Regions from separate parts of the Oryctolagus cuniculus genome. Here regions 1 and 2 are each linked to region 3. A link is a contact called in public Hi-C data. All regions are on one chromosome and are shown on one strand. The core of a region is the stretch at or near the end of the contact, and the rest is flanking DNA. Distances in the headings are between cores, read along the strand shown.

What was found. Hi-C and Micro-C count contacts between places; a contact is called where the count stands out from the background.
Region 1: a Hi-C map of an unstated tissue shows a contact between it and region 3, with 12 times the contacts expected there. The contact joins two enhancer-like sites. A contact is called at or near these places in 4 of 6 Hi-C or Micro-C datasets (liver, psoas muscle, skin fibroblasts and 1 more).
Region 2: a Hi-C map of embryonic fibroblasts shows a contact between it and region 3, with 6 times the contacts expected there. The contact joins two enhancer-like sites. A contact is called at or near these places in 5 of 6 Hi-C or Micro-C datasets (ear pinna, embryonic fibroblasts, psoas muscle and 2 more).

Annotation. Positions count from the first base shown.
Region 1 is chr6:46,018,335-46,022,032 of mOryCun1.1, reverse strand. All of the region lies in intron 2 of LOC103347947 (a long non-coding RNA gene), which reads right to left. Among named protein-coding and RNA genes, the nearest start is that of EBF1, 6.5 kb to the right of the region's middle. Within about 2 kb of position 2,127, at least 1 of the 8 cell types and tissues checked has an H3K27ac peak or open chromatin away from gene starts, as enhancers often do.
Region 2 is chr6:45,602,304-45,605,943 of mOryCun1.1, reverse strand. It overlaps EBF1 (EBF transcription factor 1), which reads left to right. Exons shown (of 16, transcript XM_008255335.4): 16 at 1,161-3,640. The coding sequence ends at 1,192. Among named protein-coding and RNA genes, the nearest start is that of EBF1, 410 kb to the left of the region's middle. Within about 2 kb of position 2,148, at least 2 of the 8 cell types and tissues checked have an H3K27ac peak or open chromatin away from gene starts, as enhancers often do.
Region 3 is chr6:45,064,777-45,068,889 of mOryCun1.1, reverse strand. No RefSeq gene overlaps it. Among named protein-coding and RNA genes, the nearest start is that of CLINT1, 300 kb to the right of the region's middle. Within about 2 kb of position 2,374, at least 2 of the 8 cell types and tissues checked have an H3K27ac peak or open chromatin away from gene starts, as enhancers often do.

The DNA of each region.
Region 1 (3,698 bases), core at 878-3,377, 950 kb before region 3:
CCTCCCTCCCTCAATCACTCCTTCTTTGTCACTCTGCCTTTCAAATAAATAAAAAGAAACAAACTTTAAAAATAAAGTGAGACATGTATTTCTGGAAGGAGGAGGAGGAAGAAGAAGAGAAGTGAGCTCTAGCACTTTATGATTTTGCTGGGGAAATTACACCAATCAATGCAGGTTAAATGCTTAGCACAGTCTATTTGCGCATGCAGAAGTATGAAATAAGACTCCTACCTTAAATCTTACACAAAAAAATCAACTCACAGTGGATCAAGGATCTAAATCTATGACCTGATACCATCAAATTACCAGAGGAAAACATTGGGGAAATTCTACAAGAATTGGCACAGGCAAAAACTTCTTGGAAAAGACACCAGAAGCACAGGCAATAAAAGAAAAAAATTGACAAATGGGATTACATCAAGTTAAGAAACTTTTGCACTGCAAAGGAAGCACTCAACAAAGTGAAGAGGCAATCAGCAGAATGGGAGAGAAAATTTGCAAACTACCCAACTGATAAAAGGATTAATATTCAGGATCTATGAAGAACTCAAGAAACTCAACAACAGCAAAACAAAGAGTCCAGTTAAGAAATGGGCAAAAGACATGAACAGGCATTTCTCAAAGGATGAAATTCAAATGGCCAACAGACACATGGAAAGATGCTCAGGATCACTAACCATCAAGGAAATGTAAATAAAAACCACAGTGAATTTTTATCTCGTGCCAGTTAGAATTGCTATCATCCAAAAATCAAAAAATCACAAATTCTGATGAGGATGTGGGGGTAAAAGTACCCTAAATCACTGTTGATGGGAATGTAAACTAGTACAATCATTATGGAAGACAGCATGGAGATTCCTCAGAAAGCTGAAATAGATCTTCCATATGGCCCCGCCATCCCACTCCTGGAAATTTACCCAAATGAAATGAAATCAGCATATGAAAGAGTTATCTGTGTTTATTGCAGCCCAATTCTCAATAGCTAAGATAGGGAATCAACCTAGATGTCTATCAATTGATGATTGGATAAAGAAATTATGGTATATATTCACTATGGAATACAACTCAGTCATATAAAAGAATGAAATCCTATTTGCAACAAAATGGATGCAACTGGAACCCATTACGTCTAGTGAAATAAGCCAGTCCCCAAAAGACAAGTATTATGTTCTCTCTGATATGTGGTCGTTAATATAGGGTACAAAAATGTATAGGAACAACAAAAAGATGCTCTATAGCATGACTTACTGTGAAGTTAAATTGTGATTGAGTCAGCGGCAATAATGATCCTTGAAATGCTCTCCTATTAGGGAGGGGTGAGAGCCACGAAAACATATTTCCTGTCCAAAGTGATATGACAGCGCCAGGGAAAGCAGGGAACGGTCTCAGTGATTCCCCAGGCGAGCGGTGCTACACCAGGTGGAGAAGAAGGTTCCGCCAGTGCGCGAGGAGAGGGTAGAGAGTGACTGTGGCCCTGGAGGCTCTGGCGGAGAAAGTTGTGGAGGGAGGATGAGAAAGGGTCAACGCGAATAGAAACCCAGTGGAGGGAACTGGGGAGCTAGGCAAGGTCCCGGCCTTCAGTGGCCTCGACGGGAGGGGGCTGGAGGATCGCGAGGTGGCGCTGTGGCTCCATCTCAAGGGAGGATGCGGCGCCCGCGGGTCACCAGCACGCCTAGGGCGGCCTCCGAGAGGTGGGGCAGGGCCGCCTCGCTGGGTTTCGCGTCGTCTTTACGGCAGCCACCAAATAATGACCGTGAAGATAATAAATAAAAAATAAACACAAAAGCAAATAACTCGAAAGCGGACTCCTTTGCGACCCACGGCATCAATAATCAGAAACTGTCGGCGAGGAACAATTAGGAGCGCGGAACTGTCCAGCAGGGACCTTTGCGTGTAATTGGTTCGCCAGCAGCGGGAACTGGCTTCATCCTCCCGTAGCGGAGCTGAGCCGAGCTGGGCGCTAACCCGAGGCCTCCGCGTTGGCCCCGGGCCCGGTAGGCTGTTCCCAGCTACCTGCAAAGCCAAAGGAGCAAAATTCTGGTCCCCTGGCCTTGGACCCTCTCATCCTGCCTGCTGCTTTCTTCCGGCTGGAGGTGGATTTTTAGGACTTCTTTGCTGGGTTTGACACAACGCTTACACTGGAACCACATACAGGTTCAGCCTCACACGCACATGTGCGATGCTGTTGCACAATGTACACGTACTTCTGCACTTGCACACTCACTGAAGCCCGCCTTTAAGTCACGCATGTACACACTAGACGTTTGCTCCCGTGGCGCTAATGCCTCCTCAAGCCCGGGCATATGCGGCCAAGTGCGCGCTCTCTTTCACCGTCACACACACACACCTTAGTACAGGCCCACAAACCTGCAGCCACACTTCGCTCGTGCAAACCTTTTTGCACACTCACATCGCAAGTATCTCATACTGCATAGCCAACAAAGACCTGCCCAGCGCAGTGACCCGTAAATATACAGTGAATTGCGCGCCTCGGGAAATACGCGGGCTAACTTTTTGCTTCCAAGTGTCTTCAGCTTGTGCGCTAAATTCGCCGTTCCTTCTCCAGCTGACCCCTAAGGCCCACACCGCCCTTTCTCCCCACCAAGGTTTCTTCCACCGGGCGTACGCTACTGCAGGACGCTTCTTTACAAAAACGCTGGAGAGCTCCCTTCTCCCTCCCTAGAGCCTCGTCTACCGTGGGAGCGGGGCCCTCCTCTGAACCGGAGACCACGGATAAGAGCCGCGGAGTGCGGTGTGGTCACGCCCGCCCCGGGGCACCGTCGACCTTAGCGACCCTTTCTGGCAGTACCCCCAGATGTATTCTCCCTACTTTGCGCGAACCTTCTTCTCTCTTATGAAAGCGTGCCTGCAGGTGTCTAGATTTCTGTCCTCTAACGGGCATCGGGGACACTGCGGCAAAGTCCAGTGCTGACCGTGTTTCATTCAGGCGAGCTGTCCTGAGCCCTCAGACCTCACCCTGGACTGGCAGAAGCAGCTCACTAGAGGCCAAATGGCTTATGTGGCAGAGCTGGGGTTGCAGCCGGCGCTTCCCCATCGCCCCCTGTTCCCGCAGGTGGGCAGAATCGTGAGTGCGCGTTCGGTCGGCACACTTTTCGGAATTTCCCCCTTTCCTCTCTCTCCTCCGCTGCCCGTCCACAGAGGACAACGTGTGTCCTCGTTCCTTTCTCATTCGGGAGAGGGACTCCAGGCAGCCAAGGGACCCACGAGCGTTTAGGGGGCAGGAGGTTTGCACCTCCGCTGGGTGAATGGTTTCTCTGCAGCGTTAAGGATAGTCTCTGATGAAATTCTGGCTTAGCTACCTTATTAGCCTCGGACAAGTTTTCTGTTTTTCTTTTTTCCTATTTCCCTCACAAGGCCTCAAGTTTGCTCACCTGTAAAATGGGAGTGTTCTTATCTGTCTGCTTAGTCTGCGGTGGAAATTCAGAGACTTCATGCCCGTAAAGCCTTCCACAAATGGGATCTATTATTATCTGGGACCGCCCCGGGGGAAACCCGAGAGAGGCGGCAGGCTCGCTCCCGGAAAGTTTCGGCGGGTACCCAGAACCCAGGCTTCTGGTCCCATGCCTACCACAGAGCCCCCAAGGTGTCGTGTGCGCGTGTCTTTGTACCTGTCTGGGCCTCAGTTTCCCTGTTTGCACCATGGGGGCGAGGTGTGCTCCAAGGGGCTGGAAGTGTCA
Region 2 (3,640 bases), core at 899-3,398, 540 kb before region 3:
CTCTCTCCCCTTGATGTAGTTCAGAGTTGCCGCTTGCTCCACCTTCACAGTCTTATCGATATCCCAGACTTCCCCACAGCCTTGTGTGAAATGTGCCTGTTGGGTATAAGAGAAAAGAGAGGCCCAGAGAAGTTAAACACTTAACACAAGGTCACACAGCTAGTTTAACAGCACAAGTGATATGCAGCTAACTCCTACCAGGAACCTAAGCAAAGGACTTCACATATTTGTTATTTTATTTAAATTTCCAACAACCTTAAACCAAGTGAATAACTGCATTATCTAGCCAAGGAGATTGAAGTTTAAGGATCCGAGTGGCTATGGCCCAGGGAAAACCAGAGGTGGGAAGGCTGACCTATCTGACTCTCTTCTCTCCATATACCAGTAGGTTTAGCGGCCTAAGTCTGAACCCTTCAAAGAGCCGTCCTGTTTCCCAGGATCTCACTCTAGTTTTCCTAGGCTACAATTTTCTAGGAAGCATAGTCAGAACATTCCAGAAACCAGGAGCAAAGCAGCGGTGAAGACCTTCCGCAGCTTCATGCCAACTTGTCTCCCCCTCCCGCTCTGAGCTTTCCCCCAACTCCACATTCCCAGTGAGCAGGCCTGCCGTAGTAGCGGCTGTGTTTCCTGCAGCCTGAGGGCTGATGCGAAGGCATTCAGAAGGCTGCCCTGTGGCTCCATTTTTGTGCACAGCAAAGTCGTAGGTGGTGGTGGTGGTGGTGTTATTGTTGCTTTTAGAAAATTACTGGCAAATGGGATGGACCAATTTATATTCTGGATGTGAAGTCAGGGCCGGGAGGTGATGTGGGTAAGAGGGACAGATTGAAAATTTTCACTGTTTTGCAAGGTTTGGGGCTGTAACTTTCCCAATGGTATTCAAACTATTTAACTTTCCAGTCATGTTTTTAAATTGCAATCAGATTTGGAGTGATGCTTAGGCTATTCTGTTCTGATGGAGATACATACGCATGCTGATATACTATAATATTTAATACAGTACATATATGTATTATAACAAAAACTTACTCCAGAGATGATGAGAGCACGTGTGTGGGTAATATTCAATCAATGTAGATGTGTATGCATGCTTTTTATTTTTTTTTCCCCTCAGTGAGAAGTTTGAATGCTAAGCCATTGACTTCTGTCTTCTCTTTCCATAGCGATATCTGGCATGATTGTTCCTCCCATGTGAAAGGATTGCCTTGAAGAATTTTATTAATGAAGAGGTTGGATTCTGCTACAGAGAGTAATCTGATACAAGTCCCAGAGTGGAACTTTTAACTCAGGCCTTTTTAAGAGGAATCACAATAACTGCAGATTTTTAAACAAACAAAAATCACCGACCTTGCAAATACTGAAATTGGAAGGAATCTGCCAGTGCAGGGTGTTGGTTAAAGTTGTACCTCCCGAGTGTTTGGGGGATATATTTATTCTGTACTGATAAAAGCAAATCCACTTTTTCTTTTTTTTTTTTTTTTAAAGCTTAACTCTGCAATCATTTGTCTTTTATAAACCGTAAAGCTATATACAAGGGACACTATAAATAAGACTCCATGTTTTAATTTATGATGTTTTTAAAGCTGTGTAAAGGGAGAATGAACTGGTGATATTTACAAAAAAGTTTGAAAAAAGAAAAAAAAAGCTTGTATGGGACAGAATAGGAATGCCAGTTAGATTTTTTAGAAAACTAAGGGTCGGCTTTTGCGCCTTAAAGCATATCAAATGGTAGTTAGCTCAGACCGTGCATTCGCAGTATCTAACTTCATCTGCCATCCCTTAGCAGTGCAAGCCTGTTTATTTATCTCTTTTATATTGTTGTCTTAAGTGACTGTGTATATAAATGCAGCCTGGAAAGTGAAAAAGCGATGTCAGTGATCACATTTTTCCCTTCTACTCAAAAAATCCAGTGCCTCTAGACAGATCATTCAAACTGCATATTTAAACCTGATATCCTTCCTTCTCTCTCTGACTTACGTCAGCCCCTTTCAAAGCCGCCGGCCTCTGAGAGCTCAGAGGCGCGCGGACTACGTGAGAATCTCTTTTGAGACTCCACAGAACAGGGTCCAGGCACAGAATTCCACACTCGGCCCTCCAGTTCCCAAGCCAAACTCGCACTTACACTGTACCAGCCTCACTGCTGACTTCACACCAAGATTCCAAAAGTTGACTAAAGCACCGTGGAGCTTATTTCGATTGTCCCATTCAAGACAGGGCCTGTGTCACTGAGCCTTCCGTTCACAGTGTCACAGATTCGAACAACACGTTAAGTGCTTTGGAATTAAGAGGAAAAGGAAACTGGGGGAAAGGGAAAGAAGGTGGAGACCTCCAAAACATAGTTTTGTGTTCTATGGGAATTTTTGCTCTCGGTAGCTGGAAAGTGTTCTTAAATATAAGAGTTAATGGCAAAGAGGCAGCAAAGCTCTGAGGATGCGTTTGCCTGATATTTTTTTCTTTGCGGTTGTGTTTTTGTATGTAGTTATAAATACTGTAGATTTTTTGTGATTTTTTGCCAAAGTTGTTGTTCTATTTATACATTTTAATGTCTTAAGACAGTTTTTCAATATCACAAAAAGATTTTACTGCATATTTTGCAAAGAAAAAAAGCTCACTACCTTTAGCTTGCACATACTTGCAAAGTTAATTAAAAGGCTTTTTGTTTTAAAGGGGATTTTGTAAAATATCCATATAAATAATGTATTTATCTTTGGAATTTGTACATTGCTTTTCCCTTCCTCTCTTCCTTCCACCCCCAATTTATTTTATTGTGTATGTTTGCTATGTGAAAAGTGCGTATTTGTTTGGTCACCTACAGTTGTATTAGCTGTTTCAATGTGATTTTTAAACATTTCATTTATAGTTATTTTTAGTATTGTTTTAAACCATGCTTCAATTTTTTTTATTCCCACCCAAAAGCCATTGTCTATTTTTGTATTATTTGTAAGTTAAGAAGTTTTTTCCAATATATGGCAAAAATAGTAGCATATTATTCTTGTAGTACTTAGTTCTGTAGATTTAAAAAAAATGTATCCTTTGCTTTGGAAGCTTACAAAAAAAACCCTATTGCTGTTTTACTCTATTAATATGCATGAATCTCTCCCTTTGGAGTGACGCATTTTGTGCATTAAATTTCGGGGGAGAAACTTCATAGAAATCAATGAACATACTTTCTTTCTCAAGTCTGCTTGTATATTTCCTCTGTCCTTCACATAAATATAAACCAGCAGATTGGATGCCTTAACCATGCAGATCATATTCATTTCACTTGTACATTGCAACTGTGCACCAGAACTCTCAGTCATCACTAACATTCTCAGAAAAAAGAAAAAGAAAAAAAGAAAAAAAAAAACAACAACAAAGAAATCGAAAAGCACAAAAGAACTGTTTTGTTACCTTAAGACAATGTAACTTTTTCTAGTAGAGCAAGAAATCATTTACAACAATGCTGCAACTGTGCATGCCCCCATATGGATTTTGCAATGGTTTTCACTAGACTGTCAGAGTGCGATTTTTATGGGTTGGGGCGGGCGGGGGAGGGGAGCAGCGGGAGGGAGGGGGGGATGAAAGCTGATTTTTCATGGTGAGAAATCATAATGATGATGACTGATAATAATAAAAACTGGAAAATGTAAGCAAGGTTTAG
Region 3 (4,113 bases), core at 1,125-3,624:
GGTCCCCTGAACCATTATCTGGTCCTCAGCAATCATAAAGGGAAGGGCGCTAACATCCATGGGTCATCTCATTCAATCCTCATTAGAAACCCACCAGATATATCTGATTATAGTCCCAATTTTTTTTTTTTTTTTGACAGGCAGAGTGGACAGTGAGAGAGAGAGACAGAGAGAAAGGTCTTCCTTTTGCCGTTGGTTCACTCTCCAATGGCCGCCGCGGCCGGCGCACCGCACTGATCCGATGGCAGGAGCCAGGAGCCAGGTGCTTTTCCTGGTCTCCCATGGGGTGCAGGGCCCAAGCACCTGGGCCATCCTCCACTGCACTCCCGGGCCACAGCAGAGAGCTGGCCTGGAAGAGGGGCAACCGGGACAGAATCCGGCGCCCCGACCGGGACTAGAACCCGGTGTGCCGGCGCCGCTAGGCGGAGGATTAGCCTAGTGAGCCACGGCGCCGGCCTAGTCCCAATTTTTTTAAAAAAAATATTTATTCATTTATATGAACAAGTGACAGAGAGACAGAGACAGACAGATATCTTCCATCGGCTGGCCCATTCCCCACGGGCTCCAACAGTTAAGGCTGGGCATGATTAAACCCAGGAACCAGGGGCTCCACCACCCAGGTCTGCCACAAGGGTGTCAGGGACCCCAGTACTTGAGCCGTCACATGCTGCCTCCCAGACACACTAAGAGGAAGCTGGATTGGAAGTGGAGTTGTTGGCACATGATATGGAATTCAGGCATCCCAAGTGTTAATTAACCAGGAGCAGCACAAATCCCACCCCCATACCTCAATTCTACAGATGAGTTGTTAAAGCCCATAGCAGTGAAATGTCACATACAAGGGCTGCCAAATGCCCATGGAAAATACGTAACACATAAAAATTACACATGAATATTCACAAAAAAAAATTTACTAAAATAAACTCACTTTTCATTCCATTCTTCCACAAACTCTAGAAGACTTCTCATGTGTCAGAGTAAAGTGGTAAAACTAGAAACTAGACTGTGGCCATCAGTCTCCAGGGGCCTCTTAACCTCCATCCTACATTACCTTTTTTTTTAAAGATATTATTTATTTGAGAGGTAGAGTTTCAGAAAGAGAAGAAAAGATATAGAGAAAGGTCTTCCATCTGCTGGTTCACTCCCCAGATGGCCCCAATGTCTGGAGCTGAGCCAATCCAAACTAGGATCCAGGAGCTTCTCCTGAGGCTCCCACACAGGTGCAGGGGCCCAAATACTTGGGCCATCTTCCGCTGTCCTCCCAGGCCATAAGCAGAGAGCTGGATCGGGAAAATAGCTGAGACATGACCCAGTACCCATATGGGATGCCAGCACTGCAGGTAGAGGCTTAGTCCACTAAGCTACAGCGCCAGACCCGATCCCACATTACCCTTAACCGCTTTTCCCCTCTTCTGCCCTCTCAGAGCTTTCACCCCTGTCCAACCACAAGACACTGTCACAGGGACCACAATTCAACTCTTATCCTGGAAGAGAAGTGGTGCCTCCGAACCTGGAGCACCGTAACAGAGCAGGGACAAAACCTCTGTTCGGACAGTAGCTCTGTCAGATGTCTCCGACAGCAGGCTGCCAGCCAGTCAGAGGGCAGCTGCTCACAGCTGCATTTCAAAGCAACACACTAAGGTAAGCTACTAACGTGTGGACTCAACCACTCCACAACTTGCTTAAAAGCCACACTGTGTTTCCTGCACAATGGCCGCAGGCCAAAACACACACATTCCAGTTTTTACGACATGCAGGTAAGCATTCTATTAATGGCCCCTTCCCTGTTCCCTCACTCTCACTTGTGTGTTGTGCTCTGCTTGTTCCTTCTCCTTGGTTTTTTCCTGTCTTAGCTCAGCTCTGCTCTCTGCCTTCCTAGCTTCCAGGACCTCCTGATCAAGGCTTGCTTGCCCATCTCCCACCTGGCTTTTCTGCAACTTCCTCACTGTGGCGGTTTCCCCTCCTTCTGGACCTTGATCAGATTTTCCCCAGTGACTCAGCTTCCCTGCCCCCATCTTCCTGTTGGCCAGACACAGCCTCCATTCCCTGCCTTTTCAGTGTCTTGGCTCCAGCAATGAGGACGTGAAATCTCACTCCAGTTCCCACTTCTCCCACTTCCGGCAGCCTCCATCCTCTCTCCTCCTCCATAGCTACTCCCCTTTCCTTCTGGACACCTGGTCCCCTTCTTTCACTCTCCTTCCCTCACACCCTTCACCTCTGCCCTTTGCTTCCGGAGACTCTCATCTGTCTTCCCCTCCAGCCCTTTGAGTCCCCTCCTGGTTTTCACCTTCCCCTCCCCTTATCTTTGTTTTTCTTCCTTCTGGCTGCTGATAGAGTAGGAGAAGTTGAGCCCCAGGAGCCAGTCTGTCTGTCTAAAATGAAAACTGCACAGACAAGGGGTCTTGGTGCCTACATGCAGTCTGCTCCTGACTAGAGCTGAGCTAGAAGGCTTCAGAGTGCAGTCACTCCGCATGCCAGGCATCCAGCTCAGTGCACAGAAGGCAGAAAGAACCAACTGTTCCTTTCTTTCAGTGATCTCGTGGAAGTCAAGGCCAAACATCAGGTTTGAGACATGTCATTAGTAAGATGTAGCTTTGGGGAGGGACTTCATGACTAAAACTGCGCCCTCCCCATGATACACATACACACACACACACACACACACACACGCATGCACTCACACATGCACACACAAATCTTTTGTCAGAGTAAACAGCCCTTTTCAGCTGTAATGCATCCAACTCTCACACTGCAAAATAAAAATTCTAAAAGGAACCAGAAGCACTACAACAGGAGATGTTGCTGCTGGAGAAAAGGCTGCTTCCAGCCCCTTACCTCCAGCCCAACAATACTTTTCAACTTGTGCTGTTCCTGTTTCCTTAGCAAAGCTTCCATTCAAGCAGAGCCGGTGCCTTTTCTTAGAGGACAGCGCCATCTAGCAGGTGAAATTCCAAACCCTTAGCTAAGTGCTGAGACAACCTCCCAGCTCCAATTTCTCTTTCTCTCAGCCAATCAAACTCCACCAGATCTGAAGTGGTGATTCAACCCGGTGGCTTTGGATATCTGAATAATGGCTTGGACCCCTCTCTGGAGCTATGTGGCACTCTTTGTTCCTCTGTCATTTCTGCTTTATCCCTTCTGTGATGACCCTATTTCCATCTGAATTTATGGGAGGGACACAATTAAGCCCATTAGAAAGGCAAATCATTTTTATTTCCCTTGCATAGCCTGATCAATCAGTAGCAGCTTATTAGACCTCTACCAAAAAGACCGAGAAGGATTCTAAGACCAAGTGCACATAAACAGGGAAGACTGCTGTGAAACACTGCCAGTGCCTGCTGAAGGCATGGGCACGTACGGCAGCCGCATGCTGGTCACATGTTTGCCTTCCCTGGAGTAGAGCATGTGCAGGACCCAGCTGCTGCATAACACCAAAGACATTCCAAGGCCACAGCAATTAATCTTCTCAAACCCCTCCTCTTACAGAGGAAGCAAACTGAGGGCCAGTCAGGTGATGTCTTACATAAGACCTCCCAGCTCTTTTGTAGCAATATCAAGACTATACCCTAACCTCATATCTCTTCTTCTATCATCCTTTCCAATATCTCAGGTTGCCTCTAGTGACATTCAGTAGGGGTAGAAATTCATATTGCCTCGACAAGAGTACCCAAGTCCTGCAATCTCATTCACCCAAGAAGGAAACATCTGAAGAGCACTGCCCAGAGTGGGAGCTCTGGCTAGAGTCTGTGACCGACTCCATGGCTGCTCAGATAACTAGGCACAAACGATCTCGAAGCCACACCTTCACCTTTCCAGAGAACATAGTGGCACCAGTTAGTGACGGATGCCATTGCTACAGGCATTGGCCTGGAGAGTGGAAACATGAATGTTATAGATTTTCCAGGTGCTGCTGATTTTGTGTTAAGACCTTGCAGTGAGTGACTTGGGCAGGAGTCAGAAAGCAAATTCTTGAATATTAATTAAAAAGCTGAGTTAAGGGACACGCTGTGATAATTCTTATGCCTATCCCAGTAACATAACCTGCTCCAATGGCTTTTGGAACAAACCTCTTTTCCTTGTAGCTTCCTGACCGAGATGCACCCCTAAATTCAA